Regions from separate parts of the Mus musculus genome. Here region 1 is linked to region 2. A link is a contact called in public Hi-C data. All regions are on one chromosome and are shown on one strand. The core of a region is the stretch at or near the end of the contact, and the rest is flanking DNA. Distances in the headings are between cores, read along the strand shown.

The links. A called contact is a pair of places that touch in the nucleus more often than the background predicts.
Region 1: a contact with region 2 is called in a Hi-C map of muscle stem cells, with 1.7 times the contacts expected there. The contact joins two enhancer-like sites. A contact is called at or near these places in 2 of 484 Hi-C or Micro-C datasets (the C3H10T1/2 cell line and muscle stem cells) and 4 of 115 datasets of contacts at active chromatin or transcription factors (DN3 thymocytes, bone marrow-derived macrophages, double positive thymocytes and 1 more).

Annotation. Positions count from the first base shown.
Region 1 is chr8:108,884,492-108,891,253 of GRCm38.p6, forward strand. The region is part of intron 4 of Zfhx3 (zinc finger homeobox 3); the gene reads left to right. Among named protein-coding and RNA genes, the nearest start is that of Mir3108, 49 kb to the right of the region's middle. Within about 2 kb of position 2,335, at least 188 of the 459 cell types and tissues checked have an H3K27ac peak or open chromatin away from gene starts, as enhancers often do. A contact at or near this core is called in the C3H10T1/2 cell line, DN3 thymocytes, bone marrow-derived macrophages and 1 more, where this site is marked.
Region 2 is chr8:108,745,545-108,751,882 of GRCm38.p6, forward strand. The region is part of intron 1 of Zfhx3 (zinc finger homeobox 3); the gene reads left to right. Among named protein-coding and RNA genes, the nearest start is that of Zfhx3, 34 kb to the left of the region's middle. Within about 2 kb of position 3,312, at least 105 of the 459 cell types and tissues checked have an H3K27ac peak or open chromatin away from gene starts, as enhancers often do. A contact at or near this core is called in the C3H10T1/2 cell line, DN3 thymocytes, bone marrow-derived macrophages and 1 more, where this site is marked.

The DNA of each region.
Region 1 (6,762 bases), core at 1,085-3,584, 140 kb after region 2:
TACAAACACACACAAACATGCATGTGCACACACACACAGATACACATATACAAACACACAAACATGCATATGCACACTCACAGATACACATATACAAACACACACAAACATGCATGCACACACACAAAGTTTTAAAGGAGGCAGAAGTTACTTTTCTAAATAATGAAAACCTGGAAGGTTGGGGGTGCGGTTAATCACTGTTAAGTCATCAGATTGTCAGCTCTGCAGAGGAAAAGAAAGGCATGCACAGATCAGTATCTGACAGAATGGGAAAGGCTGGATGACACTGCCCCAGTGGGAACAGCTAGCATGGACCTGTGTTCCATTGGTTCAAAACAGAAATTACATTTTCTAGTAGTGTCAGCCCTTCTTACCTTAAATTTTCCCAGCATGATAGAGCTCAGCACCCCATTGCCTGTGGCTGCTTCTGTGGTAATTTATAGGCAGTTAAAGCGATATTTAAAATTCTTCAAAGGGATTGTTTCTCACTCTGGGTGACAGGGAAAGGAGGGGCCACGTGTGGAGGCCACCAGGCCTCTGCAGGCACTGTTGGTACAGCTGAGGAGCTAGAAGCCTGGAAGAGGAAAATGTAGATGGGGAGGGGCTGGGGTTTTGTCCTGCCCCATGTGACTTCTCTGATACTACATTGTTGTCATAGAAATACAAACCAGGGCTCGCCCACTCGCCCTTTGCCCATTTCCACCCCCTCAGAGTAGAATTGAGGGACCTGTTCTGCCTTGTAGGCATGAGCATAATGCTGGGTTGGTTGGCTGGGCCAAGTTTGTTTCTTCAGGTTGGGTGTTTGTGGATTAGTGTAAGATGCCCTTTTGTGGGTCCCTACCGGGAAGGGGGAAAAAAAAAACACCTCAGAGAGGTGGAAGTTTGACCCTCTTTTGGGAGGAGAGCAGGGAGGATGGGGAGGAGTCTTGGGGCTGACCTAGAGTCTAGGGAGAGGCCTGGGAGTGCCCACTGTGGTCAGTGCGGCTGTCTGCCAGCACAGAGGGCACAGGACCTGACAGGACGTTAGCTAAGCCTAGCAATCCAGCCTAGTCTCCTACAAGCTCCTTGTTTAGATTAGCCTGGAACCACACAGGAGGCCTGGCAGGCTCTTCCTTCCCGAGGAAAGCTAGGCCAGCTCCCTCCGTGTCACCCAGGTTGCAGCAACTCAAGCGTAAACTGGGTGGCCCGGTCCAAGTCTCTCCTCCTCTGTGTGCAAATTGGACACGACTAACCTTGCCATATTTAGCGCAGTGCTAACGGCCGACCGCTCGCCTCCAAGGGGTAATCATGCAGGCACAAATTCGGGAAGCCGCTAAGCCTATGAGCAGTCTTATGAGCATTAAAAGTGTCCTCTTGGCCAGAAAGGTCGTTCATAACTTGGCTACCCTGCTGATGTACAGTCAGTGATATTGATTGATTAATGTATGAAAGCCCTAGATCCATTTGCTTCTATGAAAAAGAACGAAGCGCCGTCGACTCTCTATTTTCACCTCATCCCTTTGTTTGAAGGACACTTCCCCCCTTCTTTTTGTCTCGCCGGCTGTGTTTAAGGGGGTTTCAGAAAGCCAGTTTCTGCCAAGTAATGCGTTCACAAAAGGAACATTGATTCGAATCAGTGTCGCTCCAGCTACCCAGAAAGGTCTGCCAAGGAGTTGCTCTCGTATTAACCTTCTGTCCGTGAAGGAAGGAAGGATAAACAAGGCCTGGAGTCAGCTTCGTAGGGTTTGAATTTGGGTTCTGGACTTGATCTAAAATGATTTCTTCCATGTCTGATCCTGGTGTTGGTCAGTCTCGCCGTAGGAGTTTAGGGGCTAGGGGGAGCATTAAGTGAAGTTACCCCAACCCCCACCACATTCCACATCCAAGACAGGATGGTAGCAAAACTTTCCTCTGCCTTTGGCAACTTCCAAAGATTTTTTTTTTCTTTTACTGTTTACTTTTTAAAAAAATCCTATTATCCAGATTACCTAAAGAACTAGCTTGTCCATGAAAAGTCAAAATGGGGTTGTTGGTCTGTAAAGGCCTAAAATGTCATTGGGCTAGCCTGGTGTTTTGGATAAGCACGTCTTGGCAGCTGATGAGCAGTCGCTAAAGTTTTCTTTCTCTAGCTTTGTCAGAAATGACTAAGAAGTTGGCCAAGTGCGGGGCGTGCCTATCAGGCCATTTAGTCAGCTTTGGCTGGCCATCTTTTCTCTCTGGTGTTGGACCAAGAGTGGAAGTGTGTTTCCAGCAGGCTGGGGAGTCTAGGTGGAGAGGGGCACCATCCATGCGCGCCTGAGGAGGTGCATTCTGCATCTTCGCCTGCAGGTGTCAGCGTGGAGTTCTCCCTTCTGGCAGGCCCAGAGGGAAAAGCCGGTGACTGGATTCTTTTTTGATGGGCGATAGAAAGTGAAAGCTAGCCAGTCTGCCCGGCTGCTTTCTGTGAGCCAAACCTCACTCACCCAGCAAAGTGTACATCACAGGGGACGAAGATGGCCCCAGCTGTTCATTTAGTACAGCCCGGCAAAGAGTGACCACCTTCCTGTCCCTACTATGTGTCTCAGAGCAGAAACCAGTTACCCATGGGGTCCCAGCTTCCTGAGTATTATGGGAGATTGGGGCAGGAGCCATAGTACAGCTTCCCCTACGCTTGGGACTCATAAGACATCTGGGCCTTCCCAGGGATTGTGAACCTGAACTCCACCCAGATGCCTGGGCAGCTCCCCTTCCAAGGGGCATAAAAGCATCAGGGTGGGGCTTGCAGGTGAATTAGACATCTGTAGGGATGTGTGCTCTGCAAGTCCCCCCTCGTTAAAAGACGCTGTGGTATAAGCTAGCTGCATGTGGCCCCGGTGTCAGTGGAGACGTACTACTTTTACCCTGGTAACCGGAAGCTGCTCACCACCACCCACCCACCCCCACCCCGAAGCCGCCGGGTTTTGTAGGACCCTTTGAATAGTCCCTCCTGCTCAGCTATGAGCAGCGGTGCAGTGCTGCTGACTTTTGTGGTCTGACTGAAGTGCAGGTGCTGTGCCAGGCCTGCCAGCTTTCTCTTGTTTGCACAGCAAAGGCATGGCAGCCGGGCACCGCTTCTGGCGTGAGTTGCCCATACACGGTCGCATCAGTGTCTTTGCCTTCAGAGAAGCCAAAGTTGTGCTGCTGGAGTGCTGGCCCATACAGGGAGCCAAAGTGACTTCATGACATCGTTTAATTAACACCACGGCTTTCTGATAGCAGTCTAAACATGGAGCCTTTTGGTAACAGCGGGCGACTGACCTCTGACTTCTGATGAGTCCTGATATGTTTTTTTTCTAGGGCTTTCCCCCTGTTTGTTTGTTTGTTTGTTTGTTTATTAGTTTTCTAATAGTTTTCAACAGGTAAAAAGCAAAATCCTAAACATGCCTGTGATCCTAGGAGCTGAGAGGTATAAACTGGGGAATCCAGAGTCCATGGACCGCCTCAGCTACAGATGGGGTTCTGGGCTAGCCTGGACTCTGCAAGACAGCCACAACAAATTAGCAGTTAAGTTCCTCCTGTGGGGAAAGGTGGCACTTGTGACCAAACGAAGGAGATGCTCCCTCCGTTCTCCAGTCCGAGGCCAGCATGAACTGGGCTGCGATTGCCGTCCCTGTCTCCTATCACAGTGAGAAAAATCTGCCAGCCCTCTTTGAACTTGCTGGTGTAATCAGAGAGCTATGGTGCACCGAACCCCCGACACCCCCAGTTTCTCTGGCTGGAGCTCTGGGCTCCATATTCCTCTTGCCTGAACTCAAACAGACTTTAAGGCTTGCTTTCTCAAAGGGAAACCTTCCCTTGGTTTCCAGACCAGCCTTGGAACCTGTAATTCCCTCCTCCCTCTCTCTCTCTCTCTCTCTCTCTCTCTCTCTCTCTCTCTCTCTCTCTCTCTGCAGAATAAATTACAATTTGCCTGATTTTATTAAAGGCTTCATCTCCCTGCCGTCTTCCCTATCTCCAGAGTGTTTCTTCCTCAGTGGCCTGCTCTTCCTTCTCTAATGGACCTCAGCCCCACGCCTCCTTATTACAGACCGGCAGCGGCACATGTAATGCGTTTACCAGAGCTCTCACGCACACAGCGCCATTTCGCACGCATGCACGCATGCATGCACTCCAGTGTTGGGGGATCCTGATGGCGGAAGGTGTGGAAATCTGTCACCTGATCTCATTTTCTCCATTGTCAGATGTGCCGGGTATAACTGATGTTGAGGTTGGAGCATTTTGCCATCCATCTGCCATTAACCCAGCCTCCTGGAGTGGAGCTGACCACAGCATGGAATATATTTTGGGGGAAGGGGAGAGATTGAAGATGGAGAATTGCGGCATAAATCTCTCCCCGTGGCCCAGCCCTTTCTCTGTATAATTGGAACCCATTTATCTGGGCAGACCGGAGAGAATTTTGCAGTCTCCCCATTGCCCTCAAAGAGACCGATGGGTATTTGTTGCTTGAATTTAGAATGGTTTTTCCATTTGAACTTCCCCCCTCCCTCCTAAATTTGTGTTTTAATTTCTATTTCCTAGACTGATTCTCTCCCCCCCCCCCCCCACACACACACTCTGACACTAATTATACCAGCCGCATTGGGAGCTCTCACTGCTGGGAGGTACCTAGCTAAGTGTTAAGAAGGGTTTTAAAAACAGGCTGAACTCTTTCTTAATGAGGCTCCATCGGGTTCTCCTCCGGGTGGTTTTGTTTTGCTGATCTGTCAGTTTTTCAAGGATTTAATTGCACTTTTTTTTCCCCCTGTATTAGTCTTCGAGATTGGCCTATACAATCTAGCTATAAAGTACTTTTTTAAAAAGGCAAAAGTTAATAGTTTTATCCCTCACCTCCTTTTATTTTATTCTTTGCTTTGATTACTCCGAGGTCCTCATGAGAGTCGCTCTGGGGATCCAGCTGTAGCGAATCGTTTAGGGTGGGGACAGCACTTGGGTCCATAGAAGTCCTGGTTGGATTTATAGGCCAGCAGGCCATCTCCAAAGATCTTTAAGCCTCCCTTTCTATAGACAAAGACAACTTGGCAGCAGCCTCCTCTTTGGGATTTGTTGTCAGTCAGAGACCGGGGCACGAAAAGCTGCTTTTTCTGGTATGGAACTGATTGGCTCCGTCAGGTGGCACCAGCCCGGCTAAGCTAACATCTTGAGTTCTCCAACATGGCAGCTAAAAAAGGCTCCCAGAGACAGAAGGCAGAAGTTGTCAAACAGAGGAAGGGAGACACAGCAAGGCCATATCCTTTATGCTATTATCTTTATGGCTTGGGGGTGGGAGGGGGATCATGCTTGAAGCAATCAGCATGAAATTCCTAATTGCTTCGCTTACCTCTGCTCTCCTCGCGGGACAGATTGTGCAAATGCAAGCGCTGCCAGGCCCCTCGTGTTAGCACACTGTCCTCGCTGTGCACACTATTTTTAACTAGTGCTTTGTTTCCACAAAGATACACAAAGCTTTTTCTTTATTTCTTTGTGCTTTCCCCCCCTCCGTCTACCGGAGGATGCTAAGAAACAGCAGAAGCAGTGAAGAACGGCTTCAGCCATATAGGCTGACAACAGCTAGACTTCCTGAAGCCCGGGCCCTCGACCCTGTCCACATCATTGCCTTCAGCCTCTTCCTTTTGGATATTTGCCCCTGCCCTCCAACTTGGGCTTTTGATTTATGTTTTGGGCCTCTCAAGTTTGCCTCCAGACCCCATCCCATTTCCCTCTCTCCTTCTCTCCCTCTGCCCATCTCCCCTGACCAGCTTGGTGGTTTGCATTCCTCACCCCCTCTCTTCTGACACAGATCTTCCTCTTGAAGATTTTCAGTCCCCTCTCATGAGGATGTTAAAAAAAAAAATCAAGAACCAGATCTCTGAGATTTCAAAATAAAATAAAAGTAAACTCTGCTTTAAAAAACACTTTAGCAGGAAAGCCAGGCTAATTGTAAATCAATGGGTCTTAAAATGCAGCATCGATCTCCAGTTAGAAGTTTGAAGGGGAAAAGCGGTAATTACTGCACCAGAAGGTAGTTTTCCTTCTTAGGAAGTTCTGGGCAGAAAGGAGGCTCATTAGGGCAGCACTTCGGAATCTGAGTAATTAGTTGAAAAAGTACTTTTGTGGTGTTATTCCCTTAGCTGGAAATTATTGGAGTCTTCACAGATTTATAGCTCAATCCTGATAAGATTTGATTTATTATCTCGTTTGCTATGGAAGAAGTCTTGACAGAAAAATCATCCAGGTGGTAGATTTCAGGGCGGCATGGATCGGTCTGGGGGACGAAGGGGTTTATTAGAGTGGGTGGGCCTCACTTCTTTAGTGATGGCTCCTGTTGACTGATAGTGTTGAATGGAGCTACCTTAGAGCCCCCAGGCTTGGCAGCCCCAAGGCCAGGGAAGGCAGGGCTTTCGTCCCTTGTCCACACACCTCCGGGCATATCGGTTGCATTTCACAAGGCCATGTGATATCACCCACAGCAGTTCTATAGGAGGGGAGAGGTTCTATGAGGATAAGATAGGAGTCTGTCATTCTCTCTCATTTGGATGCACAAGAGCCAGAATCAAGTAGGTGTGAGCCAAGACACACCCAACTACGGTCAGTGAATGGACAGACAGCCAATAGACAGACAGACAGACAGACAGACAGACAGACAGACAGATGTTTCCCCGTTCTGAGGCTTCGAGGCTTCTGAGAAAAGTACCACAGAAACTTTCCGGCTAGGTTACCAAAGCTGAAAGAGCACCTACCCTGAGTTCTCGGGGACATCACCTTGCTGCTGTGGAAAGCAAGATCTTT
Region 2 (6,338 bases), core at 2,062-4,561:
TGCTCTACAGCAATACATTTTCTGTCTGCCTGGCCTTTGGTGGGCTGTCCTGTATACTGTTGAACCTCCATTTGGCCCCAAATGGCCTGTCCCTGAGTGGTGTGTAAAATCTAGTCCTGGAAAGCTGGTTCCTCTGGAGGTGTTGGGCAATTGGGGCCGGCGGGCAGCCAGCTTCTGATGTGGTTGGGCTGCCTGGCTCACACCTTTCAGGTGCTGGAGAGATGGCGAGATCCAATGGCCCCAGGCTACCACTGAGGCGGGCAGGATGCCACCACCTTCCTGAACCGCCTCCTCTCTTTGTCTTCAGGAGCCCAGTGGGCACGGGCTTGGCTTTCCAGTTCTTCAGACAGGCTGCTGGGCTGGCATCGTGGCCAGGCTATAGGCCAGCCCACCTGTGGGATGTATTTATTGGGCAAGGTTGGTTGGCCTAGTATCTGCCCACTTGGGAAGAGAACTGTCTTGATTGTTTTATTTTAGCTCAGGGTCTTATATTGGATCAAGTAAAAAATGTTTCTTTGGCTTGTTTTGGATATTTGTCAATCTCATATTCAGTAGGCTATCCTGGGAGGTTTTTTACTAAGTACTTGAACTTAGGGTTTCTGTGACTGTATTTTTGAATGATAGGGGGGAAAATTAGGTCCAGTTAGCTCCCAGGAGCTAGAGACAGGTGTGACTCTCCTGAGGTTGTCAGGAGTGTCCTTGTTCCTTAAATCAAGGAGGATTATGTTAGATTTTCTTATTGGTGGTGTAAGGAGTGAGTACAAGTTCGGTGTTCTAAGCTAACACACATTGTCTCACAGCCAGAGCTCCAGAAATTTACAGCATCAGCTTGACCGGGTTGGAGGTAGGGTGGATCCTTCTGGAGTTCTGTGAAGCGTGTTCTTATCTTCCTACGTTCCCGGGGAAACCCGCATTCCTTGGCTGCTGATCTTTCCCCCACATGCCTCTCTGCTTCATTCTGTTTTTACCTGTGCACTGGGTCTTGTCCTTTGTCCCTGACTTAAGGAACCCTGTGATTACAGCAGGGCCATCTTGATAATCCAAGATAATGTGTCCTATTTGGAGATCCTTAACTCTATCCCATCTTCAAGGTCTCTTCTGCCATATAAGGCAATACACTCCCAGATCCAGATAAGTCAGATGCGGGCATGTTGGAAGGCTGGTCTTTAACTCACAGTGGGGTGCTGTGGGGGAGCTGCTGTAGTTGGTGGGTCTGGAAGTGTGTGGTTGGAGGGTAAAGGTGATGCCAGCGCTACACACTGACATCTTATGTTATCTCTACCTGTCTCACTAAAGACCATCTCTTAGAAATAGGGAGGGAGGCTTAGATGCAAACTTTAGAAGCCTCTCTCCTTCCCAAGCAGTGTGGTATTTATTGTTTGGCTAAAACTATAGTATGTTGAGCTCCTAAGGGTAGAAGTTGAGAGAGAAAGGAGGAGAGAGTATGTAAAGGGTCTTCACGTGAGTCTGTGGCGGATGAGCTCAGGCAGTGTAGAAGGAAGCAAAGGTTACAGTTAGATGGGCGTGGTGTGTTGGTCACTTAGAGGGGACAGGCAGGAAAGTGTGCATGGTGGTGGTTTCCTCTCCACCTTCCTTGTACTAGAGATGATCAGGGGATGTGGGAATGACTGGTCTGTGACATAGCGTCAAAAATGGAGCCAGATGACAGGCCTCATGGCTTCATTGTGACTTTTTTGGCAGTTTTTAGGGGAGCAAGGAATCCTGATTCGGTTTCTGGAGTGCGTTTTCCATCTGTGGGTGCATTTTCTACTAACCAGGGTCATGCAGATGGTTCATTTCTTGGCCAGACTCTAGAGGTATTCTTTTTACTTTTTAATTTTTTTTATTTTTTGGTTTTTCGAGACAGGGTTTCTCTGTGTAGCCCCGGCTGTTCTGGAACTCACTCTGTAGACCAGGCTGGCCTTGAACTCAGAAATCCACCTGCCTCTGCCTCCCAAGTGCTGGGATTAAAGGCGTGTGCCACTATGCCTGGTTCTAGAGGTATTCTTAAGAACTTAGTGGAACTGATTTTTTGGGGGTGGTGGTGGGTGTGGGTGAGTTAGAATTATTAATAATATCATGGAGCAGTGTATTAAGTTCTAGGTAAGCATCTCCCTCCACCACCAGGTGCTGGGACTTGAACCCAGGGACGTGTGGCAAGCACAAGTTCTCCCACTGAGCTAACCACCCACTCTCTAGGGAAGAATCGCCAGGGCAGAAATCTTGGGTAATGATGTTCCCAGATTGCAACACTCTCAAAACTGGGAGATAACACGATTTTCTTTTTCGACTCAGTTACCAAGATCAAGAAGTCTTTCCAGGTTAGAGCAGTGTCTGCTCTTCCAGAGGTTGGATTGGCAGCACCTACAGGGTTGTGTACCTTCCTCTGTAACTCCACTTTCAATACTGGGGACGCAAGGCTTGCACACAGTGCATTTGCAACCAGGCAGGCAAAACACTCATATATAAAACAACCCCCCCCCAAAAAAAAAGGGAAAATAAAAACTTAAGGTTACTCTTTTAAGAAGAGTTAGTTTCAGCCAAGTTCCAAGAAGAACTTAGAGGAATTTAGTCCTGGCCGCCAGTGGGCATTAGGCTCTAGACTCAGGCTGAGTTGAGACCCAGCACAGCCAAGTTCTGGAGATGAACGGGGTGTACGGTTTCTGCTTACTGCAGGATGTTCCTGTCCGTGCTTTGGTGTTGGAGAATTGAGGCAGGGTCCCCTGTCAGGCGGGTTCGGCCTCTGACCGTGGCAGTGTAGACACTGGTTCAAGCTGCCTCTGCTTTTCAGTGTTTCTGACATTTGCCTGCAGCATTTAGCATGATTTCATCTTTTTTTGGTTTCGTGAGCCGATAGTGTCCCTTCCGGTACAGATTCTTGTTTTGGTAGCCGTGGAAAATGCTTCCTCTTTGGGCTTAGGAAACAACTGTCAGTTTTCTAGACCTAGACAGGAACTTATCCAGTAGTCCCAGAGTGTCCGTGAAGACCTCCCTTAGTAGCAAAACTGGCGTGTTCCCACCAAAAGGCATCTACAAAGGACATCTTAATTCTACATATGCCTTTAAAAATTATTTATTTTTATTTATTTATATAAATTGCAGCATTATCTCTTGGGAAAGATTTACCTTAAATCTTAAAAAAAAAATCTACCCCTAAGTTTACAGCATTAGCACATATGTAGTGCCAGCCCTTGTGGTACTTAGTTTAGGAGGTGAATGGATCCGGTGGGTCAGACCTTCTGGACACTGCTACTCTGAGGGTGTAGCTTCCAAAGACAGACCCGACATATTCAGCAGACTGGAGATTCCTGGCTGCCAGCTCAGTTCTTTTATGAGGTGTCTAGAGTCAGCTCCCCAGAGAGGAGGAGGCTAAGATGAGGTCACCTGGTCCTGCAGGTCAGCAGGGGAGGTTCTGCCCTGGGGCTGTGTGCCCAGTCCTTGGATAATGCGGTATTTTCGCTTTAATGCATCTGAAATGTGGATTATACTATTAATTACTGCAGGACAAAACAGGATTAGTGCAGCTGCTCCGCTCTCCTCTCTGCACTTTTACACTTCCCCTTTGCTAGGGACCAGCCAAAAGGGCAGTTGGTTTTCCTGTGGTCTCTCTTTTGTCTTAGCCGCAGGGGGTGCTGAACCTCTGGGGCTCAGAAGACAGAGAATGTGAGCGAGGCCGCCAGGCTTGCAGGGGCCAGGGGTGGGGTGGTTTCCTTCCCTATAGCTGGGGCTTTTTTTTTTTTTTTTCTATGTTCTGAGGGTGTCTGGAGGGTGGCCTGGCCTCTGTAGGAAGAGTTGTTACAGTCTCTGAGCTGTCAGGTTTCTGCAGCTGGAGTCGTGGTGCCACAGAGTGTTGTTCTGTGTGTGGAAGCCCACAGGCATCCAGTGGGTTGAGACTTTCTTATGTAGTGAGAACTTAGAGAAAGGAGACTTGTGGGATGGCTCACGGGGGTAGGGGTGGGGTGAGGGGGGAGAGCTTGGTCCATCTCAATCCATACTCACACACACACACACACACACACACACACACACACCACACAGACACATATACAGAGACACAGACATACACACACAGACATACACAGATACACAGACAGACACACACAGATACACAGACAGACACAGATACACATCCAGACAGACACAGAGACAAATAGACACACACACAGATTCATATATACAGACACACAGAGAGACACAGAGCCACACAGACACACACACATATAGACACAGAGACAGACACACAGACACACACTTTCTTTTTATTTTTAAAAAGTGTAATGGGAAGGCCTTGACTTAGGCTGCTTGTCTCTAGCCAGTGTGTGAGGGTGGAGACTAGCGGCCTGCAATGAGGTAATGCCCTTTGTATTTTGAGAAGCTCTAAATCCCCAAGCTTGGCTACTTCTCCCTTATCTTTGCATAAAGCATTATAGATTTTAAGTAATATATGATTACATTTTCTATTTTTCCCATATTCAAGCTAGTGTGCTCATTTTTCATCCATATGGAATGAATTTTTTTTTTAAGTGGATGAGGCGTTAAATAACCACACCTCACTAACAGTGTTCCCAAGAGTGCATAACTTGGTAGTGTTTGCAGTTCTGTAGAATGTAATAATCTGTCGTGTGCAGGCGTGTGGATTTCTGTTTACTGGCATCCTTCATTAGAGGGTAACATAATATACAGAATTTCCCAGTTGCAGAAATTAGAAGTAGGAAGCAGCTTCCTTCAACAGAAACTGGAAAACTGATTTATGGACTTCACTTTTCTTCTCTCTCTCCAACTTGAGAAAGTGACAGAGTCCTCGAGAGGAAGGAAAGGAGTTGATGTGGCAGAAGACCTTTTATCACAGGTTAATTCAATTAATTTGGGATCGCCATTCACACGGAGCAATAATGGGGTCCGCAGCCGCAGAGATGCACAGCAGCACTTGAGAAGATAGGAGAGGGTGGGAAAAACTGAGACTGTCTTCTCCACTTCACCCTGTGAATTGGGAGTTTTCAGAATAGCAGCCTGACTGAATACCAGTGAACTCATAAGGTTGATTTTTCGCCCCCAGTTTTCCCCAAGATCTTACTTTTTTTTTTTTCCAAACTTGGAAATCGTACAAATTACAGAATTAAGAGGTTATTTATTTATTTATTTATTTACTTCTTTTTATCTGCCTTTTCTCTTCTCAGGCCATAGCTATAACATCATAGGGCCAAGCCTTGCTCAGGGAACCAGAACTCCGACTTTCACTTAAAGTATGGGCACTGATTGGGTAATATATTTGGAATTTCTGTGGTTTTATTTCCATTGAGGGACAGTGTGCTTATTAATTAATGAAAAGGGGCTGGGGGTGAGTTCCGTGGATAAGAGTGCTGGCTTAGCATGCAGGAAGCCCTGGGCTTGATCCCTCCTATTACATAAACTGGCAATGGTGGCCCAGGCCTGTGACCTCAGCACTTGGGGCGTGGCCAGAGACACAGAAGTTGTCATCCTCAGCCACGTAAAAGCTTTCCAGATCAGCCTGGCCTGCACCAGACTCTTAGACAAACTAGAATTGACATGTTCCCCTGTTCACGAGTAAAGCATGCTGTACTACGGTCACGAGGAAGACCTCAGCGTTCAGAGAACCAAGGTGTAGCGGTCACTGCCAAGTTTGCGTTTAGGGGACACATTTGTAGTTTGAAGCCCGTCCGTTATTAAATGGGGGGTAGTGAGAATAAATGGATTTAACTTTCAGTTTAGAGTTGGGAAGAATAAGTAAGAAAAGATGTATTGAGAAAGAATACTAGGAAACAAGTGGACTTAATGGGCCAGGCCAATCGAAACATTTGAATTGATAAATCTAAGAGCTACCTATTTGGGGGGAGAAAGAAAAAGAAATGGGCCAAGTCATTATGGCGTCTAAGTAAGAAAAGAGCTAAAACCAAGTTGGCATTGTGGAAATGGAGTAGCATTCTACCTTGTATTTGAAATGAAATCTTTTTTTTTTTTTTGTGAGATAAAATACAGTCATTTAAAATACAAATGTGAAAAATCCCAGGGAGGAGACTATTTTAGGGAAATGACTCAGACATCTAAAAATTTAAACCAAGAACTAGAAGAGAAGTTGAGAGAGAGAGAGAAAGAGAGAGAGAGAGAGAGAGAGAGAGAGAAATGTGAATGACAATAATAAAACATCCCAAAGCCTTCCCAAGAAAGGCCTGGGATGCAGTGAGTTTAATGGGTGAGTTAAGTTCTTTAAACTTTAGTAGACAAAATAATTGCCCGTGCAGTAAATTTTTCCAGAGCTTACAGAATTATCACAGTTCCAGGAACCAGCACTGTCACAGAGTGTCCAAAGATGCCGAGAA